Linked DNA regions of Mus musculus: region 1 is linked to region 2. The links are chromatin contacts, called in public Hi-C maps. All regions are on one chromosome and are shown on one strand. The core of a region is the stretch at or near the end of the contact, and the rest is flanking DNA. Distances in the headings are between cores, read along the strand shown. Region 1 has its middle 13 kb from the start of Gm30127. Region 2 has its middle 130 kb from the start of Gm22674.

Evidence for each region. A called contact is a pair of places that touch in the nucleus more often than the background predicts.
Region 1: a Hi-C map of bone marrow-derived macrophages shows a contact between it and region 2, with 13 read pairs. The contact joins two enhancer-like sites. A contact is called at or near these places in 3 of 484 Hi-C or Micro-C datasets (bone marrow-derived macrophages and embryonic stem cells) and 1 of 9 other capture datasets (adipose tissue).

Annotation. Positions count from the first base shown.
Region 1 is chr13:35,948,618-35,953,621 of GRCm38.p6, reverse strand. No RefSeq gene overlaps it. Among named protein-coding and RNA genes, the nearest start is that of Gm30127, 13 kb to the left of the region's middle. Within about 2 kb of position 3,646, at least 9 of the 459 cell types and tissues checked have an H3K27ac peak or open chromatin away from gene starts, as enhancers often do. A contact at or near this core is called in bone marrow-derived macrophages, where this site is marked.
Region 2 is chr13:35,416,297-35,421,812 of GRCm38.p6, reverse strand. No RefSeq gene overlaps it. Among named protein-coding and RNA genes, the nearest start is that of Gm22674, 130 kb to the right of the region's middle. Within about 2 kb of position 4,127, at least 4 of the 459 cell types and tissues checked have an H3K27ac peak or open chromatin away from gene starts, as enhancers often do. A contact at or near this core is called in bone marrow-derived macrophages, where this site is marked.

The DNA.
Region 1 (5,004 bases), core at 2,397-4,896, 530 kb before region 2:
GTAGATTAGAGTTCCTAATGTAAAAATTGGAACCCCAAAGTACCAGAAGACAGCAAAGGAGAGAAAAAGACATCTTAGGCTGCATAGAATCCAGGGTTCCTGTAAGACAAAATGGACCACAAACAACTCCAAGACAATCAACAATGACACTAGAGCTTTGATGAGCCTTCTCTGGGGGCACTATGACCCCTCTGTGAAACATTTTCCTTTTCTGTAGTGCTAGGGCTCAAACCCAGGGCCTCCAGCATGCTGAACTGCTGAGCTGCACCCCAGGCCCATCAACATCTGTCGATCAAACAGTTTGAACCAACAACTCAACTGCAGCAGCTGAGTGTACGCAGCCACCAGCACTTCCCCCGAAGCACTCTTTGTGCTAAGAAAAGAGCAGACAGGATCTCAGTTGTAGAGCAGTCCTTTCAGACCCTGGGGTCAATCTTCACCTGCTTGTATGAACAATCCCCAGGACATGCACGAGGTTGTGTTTGTTACTTCCCTCTTTGCTGTGATGAAATACGGGGCAAGAGCAATCTCACAGAGGAATGGTTTGAGTGTGAGGAGACACTGCCCATCACAGTGAGGCAGGCATGGCAGTGGGAATTGGAGATGAGTGGGCACATCCTATCCAGTCAGGAAGCTGACAAAGATGAGTGCTAAGTGTCCAGGTTCCCTCCCCCTTTTTTTTTTTCATTCCACAACCCCAGCTGTGCTGGCTACTTTTATGTCAATTCAACAGAAGCTAGAGTCATTTTTGGAAGAGGGAACCTCAATTGAGAAAATGGCTCGACCAGATTGGCCTGTGGGGCAAGTCTGTGGTGCATTTTCTTGACTGAAGATTGATGTGAGAAGGTCCAGTTCACTGTGGGTGATACCATCACTGGACTGGCGATCCTAGGTGCTGTAAGAAAGCAGGCTGAGCAAGTCAGGAAGAGCAAGCCAGTAAGCAGAGTTCTTCCATGGCTTCTGCTTCAGTTCCTGCCTCCAGGTTCCCGCCCTGACACCCCCTCCCCCCATCAATGGACCGTTACCTGGAAGTTTAAGATAAACCCTTTCCTACCCAAGTTGGTTTTGGTCATGATCTTTATCACAGCAACAGAAACCCTAAGGCCCTAGCCCACAGGATACCATCAACATACAAACTGGCTCTTCTCAGTTTAATTTCTGCAGAAACCCCTCCCTAAGGTAGGCCCAGTTTGTATCAAAGATAATTCTAAATTCCATCTAACTGTCAATTAAATCTAACTATCATAGAGGTTAACAAGAAAATAAAAGGTGTCAAGTGTGATGGCACATGATCTTAATCTCAGCACTTGGGAGACAGAGGCAGGCAGATCTCTGAGTTCAAGGCCACCCTGACCTACTGAGCAACAGCTAGAGCTACATAGAGAGACCCTGTCTCAAAAGACAAAACAAAACAAAACAAAACAACCAAGTAAGAAAGCCAGAAAATTAAATGTTCAGAACTGTGTGAACAGCAAGATACTGCTGCAGTAAGAGAAAGGGGTGTTTGTTACCTCTGCTGAGGTCACTGCAGCCCCTGGAGCGAGAGAGAAAGACTGCAAGGTCTTGCTTGCTTTTCAACATTTATCCTTCTTATTGTTAGGGTCAAGGAATCACCTCACAAACCATACGAACACCGACCTCAGTCAGATAGGGAGAGTTTATTGAGCACACACCTCAGGACTGGTCGACCAGGGCCATGGCCCAGATTCAGGAAATGAACCATGATATTGAGTTAAGATTCTACAGGATTTTTGAACCCCAAATCCACAAACATCTGTGCCACGTTATTTCACCAACCAGGAAATAACTGATTGGTTAGATTAGGGATAGGGGATTTCCTTAGGAACTTGTCTTTGATGTACATTTATCCTGTTTCCATTGGTGTTGGGGCATTCCAGCTGTGGCAGGGGACTTACCTTGTCAAATAATTATGTTCTACCTCATCTACCAAGATGAGACTTGTCTAACGTTCGTGTCTTAACTTGCCAACCAGGATGTCAGTTACCCATGTACATGTCTCTTTCTGCCAAGTAGGATGTCAGTTCCTGGGGAGGTCGTGGGAGCTTAAACTTTACTCGACCATTATTCAACATGGAAGGCTCATTTTAAATAGTTTCTTAAAGCTCTTATCTCGGGGTCGATCCTAGGGGCAGCTTATACCATGAAAGCTTATACACAGGAACAGGAAGTGCTGTTGGGTGGTTGGTTTTGGTCCAAGCAACTTTACATACATCAATGGAGCAGGGATTTAGGGCTTGCTCTGGTCCGGGCTCTCTAGAGTCACAGAACGTTTGGAATGTCTCTATATCTTAGGGGAATTTATTGTAATGACTTGCAGTCTGAAGTCCAACTAACCCGACAAGGGGCAGCCGTGAATGTGAGATCTAAAAGTCTAGTAGTTGTTAATCCCACGAGGCTAGGTGTTTCAGCTGGTCTTCTGTATGCACTGGAATCCTGAAGAAGTGGGTTCCAGATGTGCTGGCAAGTAAGTGCAAGCAGGTGAAGAAAAGCAAGTCTTCTTTCTTCCGTCGTCTTTATGTCGTCCTTCTGCCTCCAGCAGAAGACATGGCCCAGATTAAAGGTGTGTACCACCTTGCCCGGACCTAAGCCATTCTTTACTTGGAACTTGCTCTGTCCCAGGCTGCCGTTGAACTCAGAGATCTGCTTGCTTTTTTCTTCTGGGATTAAAGGTTTGTACCACCACACTTGGGCCTAAGTTTTTCATGGCCACTATACCTCAACATCCAGGCCAAAATTGTGTGTCATTCCATGTCAATATCTGGATCAAAAGTCTGTGTCTTCCAGCCTCACGATTTGGATCACAGGTGTGTCCTCCATTTCTGGATTGTAGTTCATTCCAGATGTGGTCAAGTGGACAACTGGGAATAGCTACTACAGGGCTGAAAAATAAACAAGTCATTGATCAAGTGGGGGGGGAGGGGTTTGACAATCAAATGTCTAGAAGGGGAAAGGTAGCCACCGGAGACAAGGTGGGGTCCTCTATGGAGTTCACAGGGTTTCTACAGTTCCCTAGGGATGCCAGAGGACAGCCTGGGCTCAAAATGAGAGGGGTGAAGCAGGGAGCAAGGGAGCAAGGGAGATGGGGGAGAGAGACTAAGCTCTCTCTGGGTGTTGGTGAGTGATGGATATACACTCCCTCCAGGCCAGTTCTCTGGCAAGTGGCTGTGGTCTTGAGGGGTGGCTGAACATGGGGGGCAACGAGTGTTAAGACCGTGGTCTATCCTGTTCCTGCCAATGTGGATCCGTTCCGTTGTGGAGAGCAGGCAAAATGGCAAACGACGCAGCATCTGAAGAGGCGTGATGGTAGCCTTGAGGACAGCACTTGGCGACTGAGTCTGACTTGAACTGGCTGCTTTTTCTTTATTGCAACGATGGCAGATGGATGAGCTCAGAGCATTCTAACACAAGCGTGAGCGTTGACTGATATTTTCTTGGAAAACAACCCATGTGAGCCTCTGACTTGGATGAGAGTGACCGGAAAATGTGTTGCCGATGTGAAAAATCTAAACTTTAGGGGGAAGTGGTAATTGGGAAATACTTTGTGCAACACAGTTTGACAGCTTCCTGACTTTACAGTGTTCACCCTGACATCAGCAGGAAAGCAAATGTGAAATGTGTACTGTAATGGTTAGGCGTCAACATTTGAAAGGTCGCGGTTTTTCAGTGAACCCTGTTTCCTGAATGATGGATGAATGGTAGTGCAGCATCGAGCCTGGTCAGTGCAAAATAAACCAGTTGTAACTGAGTGTGAAAACCCCAGAAGGTTTCAGATTCCACACTGTAACTGCCTTAAAGAGACTGCATCCCTGTGCGCCCACATCTGGAAAAATCAACATTTCAAGGGTGGGGGGATAGGCAGTCAAGAACTTGAAGCCTTCTTAATGGAGCCACGGGTGTATGGGGTGGGGCGTATTAAGTGCTGAGACCCGGTAATTTACAAAGAAATAATCCTCCGGATTCTGGTTTGAATATTTTGCCTTAATGGGTGTTTATCGTGCCAGGGACCCTTGCTGCCCACCATTTGTAGCAAGCCCCTTCTCTGCTCTTCTCTGATGCTGTTAGTTGGAATAGCCATGCCTGTGGTTTTTGGGAGAAATCTGCTTCCTCTGATAGTTTTTGGGAAGGTTTGATGCTGCCGTTTTAATGAGAAATGGCTGCTCTCTTTATCTGTCTTTCTGTGAGATATCCAAACAAAGCCCCCAGATTGGGCAGCTTACAAATGACAGAAGCCTATTTCCTTGCAGTGAGAAGAACAGAATCAATGTCTGCTGGGAGCCTGATGTTGACCCATGGATGACACCGCCTCTTAGAGTCTATGGCAGAAGGGGTGAGCCAACTCTCTGGGGTCCTGAACACTAATCCATTCGTGAGGACTCTGCCATCAGGACCTGATAACGTACAAACAGCCTCACCGTGCCTAGATTCTTCCTCCTCTCTCCTTACCTCTTCTGTACCCCTCTGTCTCTTTATCCCTCCCCCATCATTACCCTCCCCCATCCCTCCCCCATCATTACCCCCTTACTCTGCATCCAGGGCTCAGTCTGAGGATATCCTGAAGCCAGCATGTCTCACTATCTGAGTTCTCTGTTCCGCAGGACTGGAGGAAAGGGTGTGTGTGGCTCCCTCTCTAGTAAGGGAAGAGAAAGCAGTGGTCATGGGAACCCTGACCTGGCTCCATGGTCACCATGACCCCCTCCTATTTCCTACCACTTGCCAGGTCTCCCATCCCCACCATCTACAGCTGACCCTGGGAGTGACTGCTGGTCCACGTCATATTACAAAAAGCTAGTACCTTCTGAGAACCAGACTCGAGAGGAATGGCTTGCCTGTCTTTGTGTCATATGTCATCAAAATACAACTTGTAGTTTGCATGGCTCGAAAGATCAAGAGACAGGAGCTGGTCTGTGTGGACACTTTTAATAATCTCAGAAACTGATTTTTTTTCCTTGTGATTTGGAGTCACTTGTGGCTGGGGACAGTGCC
Region 2 (5,516 bases), core at 2,878-5,377:
TGTTCATCACTGCTTTGCTCACAATAACAAAAAAGTGGAACATTAAAATAGATGTCCATCATAAATAAGTGCATGAATAATGGATAATGAAAATGTGGGGTATACATACAATGGAATTTTTCTCAACTATAAAGAAAACATGGAGGGACTCATGGCTCCAGCTACATATGTAGCAGAGGATAATCTTATCTGGCATCAGTGTGGGGGAGGCTCTTGGTTCTGTGAAGACTTGATACCCAAGCATAGGGAAAGGCTAGGGTGGTGAGGCAGGAGTGGGTGGGTGGGTGAGGGAGCATCCTCATAGAGGTAGGTGGGAAAGGGGTGGAAAGTATGGGATAGGGGGTTTGCAGAGGGGAAACCGGGAAGGGGAATAACATTTAAAATGTAAATAAATAAAATAACCAATAAAAAATTAAAAAAAAAGAAAAAGAAAACTGGAATTAGGAAATTTGCAAGGGAATAGATTGATGTGGGAAGTGCTATATTAAATTAAGGGTGGTGACTCAGACTCATAAAAGACCAAAAAAATTCACATATTCTTTCTCATAAGCAGAACCTAAGTTTTAATGTATTTGTGTGCTTTAATTGGTTTTGAGAGTTGAGATAGGCTATGAAACTAGAAAGAAAGTCATGGGGATGGAACAAAAGGCCTGGAGGAAGAAAGGGACAAAGGAACATGGCTGTAGGTGTGGAGGCTTGAGGACCACACAGGTGGAGGACGAGGATGCCAAGAGGTCAGCACTGGACAGCTTTAACTTTAGACAGCCTCAGCTACCTCATTCATACAGCTACCTCACAGATTCATACAGCTCAGGCAACCTGGAGTTCAGGGGATCATGAAGTGGGACTTTCTCAGTGTGTGTGTAGTGGTATTTGAAGGCAAGTTTAAGGCTTAGGATTTGTGTCTTGACTCCAATTCCCAGTTGTTTTCTGTAAAGAATGGGGGAGCAGCTAGGAGTTAGGAGCGCGTGAGTGAGTGCAGTTAAACAGAGGTCTGAGGATAGAGCCAAGGCTGTGGAAAGTGCTGGAGGTATCTAAGGCCTGAGAATTTCCCACCATATCTGGCAATGTCAAGGCTTTTATGATTTAATGAGACAAGCATCAGTCAGCAGGGGGACTGGTTTGGAGTGGGCTGGTAAGATGAGGCGGTGGGAATAGAGGTGAGCTCACTTCTACGCGCTCCCCGGAGGAGTTCTGCTGTAGGTGGGAGCTGGGAAATCGCTGGAAATTGGAGGGAAAGGGGGAAAGGGAGATTTTAGAATACTTTTCTTCTGAGCTATCTTTTTAATTGAATGTAATAACTTCCTTTTGAACATCTTGATTGAGATATACGTTACATACCGAAAAAGTTAAACACTTGAAGTGTGCTATTTGGTGATCTACCAAATTGTGCAACCATTGCCATGAACCAGATTTGGAGCACTTTCATCACCCTAATAAAATCCTTGGCAACCCGTTTATAGTCAATCCAGTTCCCTTCCCCTGCCTCAGGCAAATGCTAATCTACATTTTGTCTCTGTAGGCTTGCCTTTCATGGGAATCTCATAAAAACAAAGCCATGCAGTAAATTGCCCTTTTCAGTAGGCTTCTTCTTGTAACATGCAGTTGGTTCCTGTTGCAGCAAGCATTAGTACTCATTTGAGTATCTCCTACAAGGCCACTTGGCATTTATGTAACTGCTCACCAGACGATGGGTGTTTTGGTGTCAGAAGATTATTATTTAAGGTGGATATCATTTTCATTTGCTTGGGCTTCAGCATGGAAATATAACAGATTGGATGGCTTAAATAATAGATCTTGTTTTCTTGTTGTCCTAGATGTTAGAAGTTCAAGATCAGGGTGGTAGCACTATCAGATTCTAATGGCAGCAATTCCATTGGCTTACAACTAGCCCTCTTCTCATGTGTCCTCAAATATAGAGCAAGCATGTCTAGAACATTATTGTACAAGGATATCTATCCCAGTGGCTAAGGTCCCACCATTATGGCTTCCTTTAATCTTTTTTTTTTTTTTTTTTTGGCTTCCTTTAATCTTAATCACTCCCTTAAAGGCCTTATTTAAAACTAGGGTAACATCATAGATATTACATCATATCGATGACATGATGTTGAATGAGATGAAGTGATTGAGTTCAGGGTTTGTCAACTTCCCACTATTGCTTTTTGGATCAAGCGACTCCTTATTATTGAAAGTGCCCTGAGCATTGTGGGATATTTAGCAGTGTCCTTGACCTCTATCCTTTCAAAACCAACTAGTATCATCCTAATTGTGACAACCAAAAATATACTTAAGTATGGTCAATTTAGGGAGGAGAAGTCAAGCACACATTGTATTTGTGAGCCTCTGATGAAGTAGAAAGAAAAGTAATGGTGTAAGAGAGAGAAATGGGACTTGGGTTGGGAGTGACTCAGTAGCTGAGTGTGTTTTCATTGTGCACAATTCCATGGGTTTAAAACATTAGAACAACTGTATAAAAATAAAATAGAGATAAAGAAGGGCCAGGAAGGGAAGAGAAAAATGAAGAAAGGAAGGGAGGAAGAAAAAGAAAGATAATCAATTACAAGAGTGAATTCCTAGAGTCAACAGAAGATAGAGCAGTGACTGGCCCTAAATAGCACCATGCAGAATGGATTTATGGGATGCAGTTGAGGTAGGTTTGTTGAGTGATTTGCTGGTGAAGGATGTCCTAGTGTTATCCTTTTAAAATTACACTGACACGTAGTGCAGTTATACATATTTGTGGACTATCGTGTAATGTTTGGTATGTGTTCATAGGGCAGTGTCCAAACTAGGACAATTACTTCATCAGTAACCTTACATGCTGATCATTTCTCTGTAGTGAGAACATTCCAAATTCACCTTTGTGGGTATTTGAAAATACATGATATGTTGTTGTGAGATATTGTCATCCAACTGGGCCAGAGAATGCCAGAACTACCAGTCTATGCCATTTGAAGATGAGGAATACCTTATACTCAGTTCACTGCTAAATACTGAATCTCGATAGATTTTCACCTGATCTATGTGTAACTTACTTCTAAAGAATTTGTCTCATAAAACCAGCAACTCTGCTAGAACTTACTGCTTGAGTAGTAATATGTTGACATAGAAATTGAGGTACTGTTAACTATAACTTCATTTAAAAAAAACACAACCTTATCAATAAAGCTGGAAAATATAAATAAGTGGCCTGTGAACACAAACCTTCCTTTGAATCAGTTTATGTAATTCTAACATGAGAGTCTGGTTCAGTAGATATGGAGAAAGGCATTTTTGCAATATTTTCCGGTAAAGATGACCTTCTTAGTTCATGAACCACAGTATAGAGAGCAAGGATGTAGGTCCATCAAAGACTGAGCTGAATAAGTGATTGGAAGGAGTCATAAATGAAGTACCAAGGTCATCACTAAGTGTGGCAGGGAGTTCTTGGTAATGCAGAGATGGAAGAGAGAGCACAGCTCACAAATGCCATACAACTACACCAAGCACAGATGGGAACAATAGCAATCAGTCCCTTGCTATCAGTTTAGAATTCAAAATGGCTCTGGTTACTTAGAGACATGGAGAGAAATCAGCAAAAGAAAATTTCAGACAAGACAAATTGCTAAGTTTTGGGTGGGTGTTCCCAAAGATCCATGAATTAAAAGGCTTGATCCCCAGAGGATACCATCAGGAAATGCTGTGGAGGTGCATTGTTAGAAAGTAGGACCTTATGGCTGGTGCTTAGTTCATGGGACATGCTCTATAGGATTGTAGGACTCTGAATAGACTTCCCTCTGTTTGAGTGATTTCTCTTTTCATCAAGTATTTGTTGTTCTGAAAACACTATTGTCACTGTTGACTACCCTTATTGTAGGTCCAAAGCAATAGGGCTACATGAACTTAAATCTGAATCCCAAGAGTCACAAACCAAAATAAGCCCTTTTACTTGTGACTTTTATTTGACCCTTTATATGTTTCAGGTGTTTAATTATGACAGTACAGAGCTGACTAACTAACATGTAAAGAGTGCTCAATCTGCAGAGAAAAAAAGCCAACCTTTCAAATCTGTGATGAGCCATGATAAGGAAGATGGATCTTTGTATCCTGCATACCCTGGGCTGATCATGAGTCAGCGATACAGTGTCCTGGTTTCGAAATCAAGTATAAAAGTAGATTACACAATTAGAAACTGAAGCAATTTTCATTATATTTAGCACTGCTCGACTAGAATTCTGCAGCTAGTTTTGGGATAGATGAATTCATAAGGATGCAGAGAACTCAAAGACTCAAGCGAAAATGTCAAGAATAATTGAAGTTTTGAGGAATAAAATTTACTGGTTAGAGAAAAAGAGTGAATGGTGACTTAATGTCATGATTTTGTCCATAAAGTCATGTTTTATAGGAGACAGAGACAGTAAATAATACTTTTATATTTTTCCTATGAACCAACTGAGATGAAATGCTTCTCAATTACTCTATAAGATTTTTGGTTGATGTATTAGTCACTTATCTGCTGCTGTGATGGAATATCCTGACTAAAAGTAACTGGAGAGAGGATTTATGTTGATCTGCAGTTCTAAAGGATAACATCCACTAAAGCAAGGAAGACATGGTGACAAGAGCAGGAAGCCAAGTGATCAGACTTTTATCCATAGACAGGAAGCAGAGACAGAGAAAGGAAAGTGGGATCATTCCATAAAACCTCAAGACGTTCCCCCCAGTGACTTACTTTCTCCAGCAGCCTCTACCTCATACAGGTTCCATAACCTTCACAAACAGTGGCACCAACTACGGACAAAGTATTCAAATATATAAATCCTGTGGAGACATTTCTCATTCTAACAAATACATTTGGATTTGAAGACATTTCTGATACAGATGCTAAACATCTGAATATGCTACCAAGAGAAGTTAATGAAAACTTATTCTGCTAGAAGTCTTTTACTATTTTCTGAGGATTAAGTATAGCCCAGATTAAAGATTAAGGTACAAGAAAGCTAAAATCACGACGTCTATCTGCCAGTGCCATCCTGGGCCACTGAGGACCAACTCTGAGAAAGGAAAATTGCTTCTATTCCTTCAGGGTGCATGTCCTGGGGGTTGCTAATAAGTCACTCAGTGATGCCATTCCTGAGAGATCTAAGTCTTTTGGGTGCCTAGAGTGAGGTGGAGATTGTTGGGTGTATATAGTGATGTAGTGAGGTCCAAGTAGGAATTTTCACATGGTTTCTTTGTTTTTGTTTTCTAGACTGGTTCCTCAGAGTCTGAGAACCATTCCATACAATCACAGCAGAACTGTTTGACCCAAATCATTGAACAAATAAAAATCCCACACAGGGTTTACATAGAGCAGGGGCAGCTATTCCTAATCATACAAGGATGCATAAGATAACATACATGGGTGAAATGCCCAGGATGGGGAGGATTAGAGCCAGGAGGAGACTGCTGAGAGACTTCTGAACTTGATAGCAGCAGTTTAAACCCAAGTGATTTCTACCATTCAATAAGACTCTGTGCATCAAACTTCTTGAGCC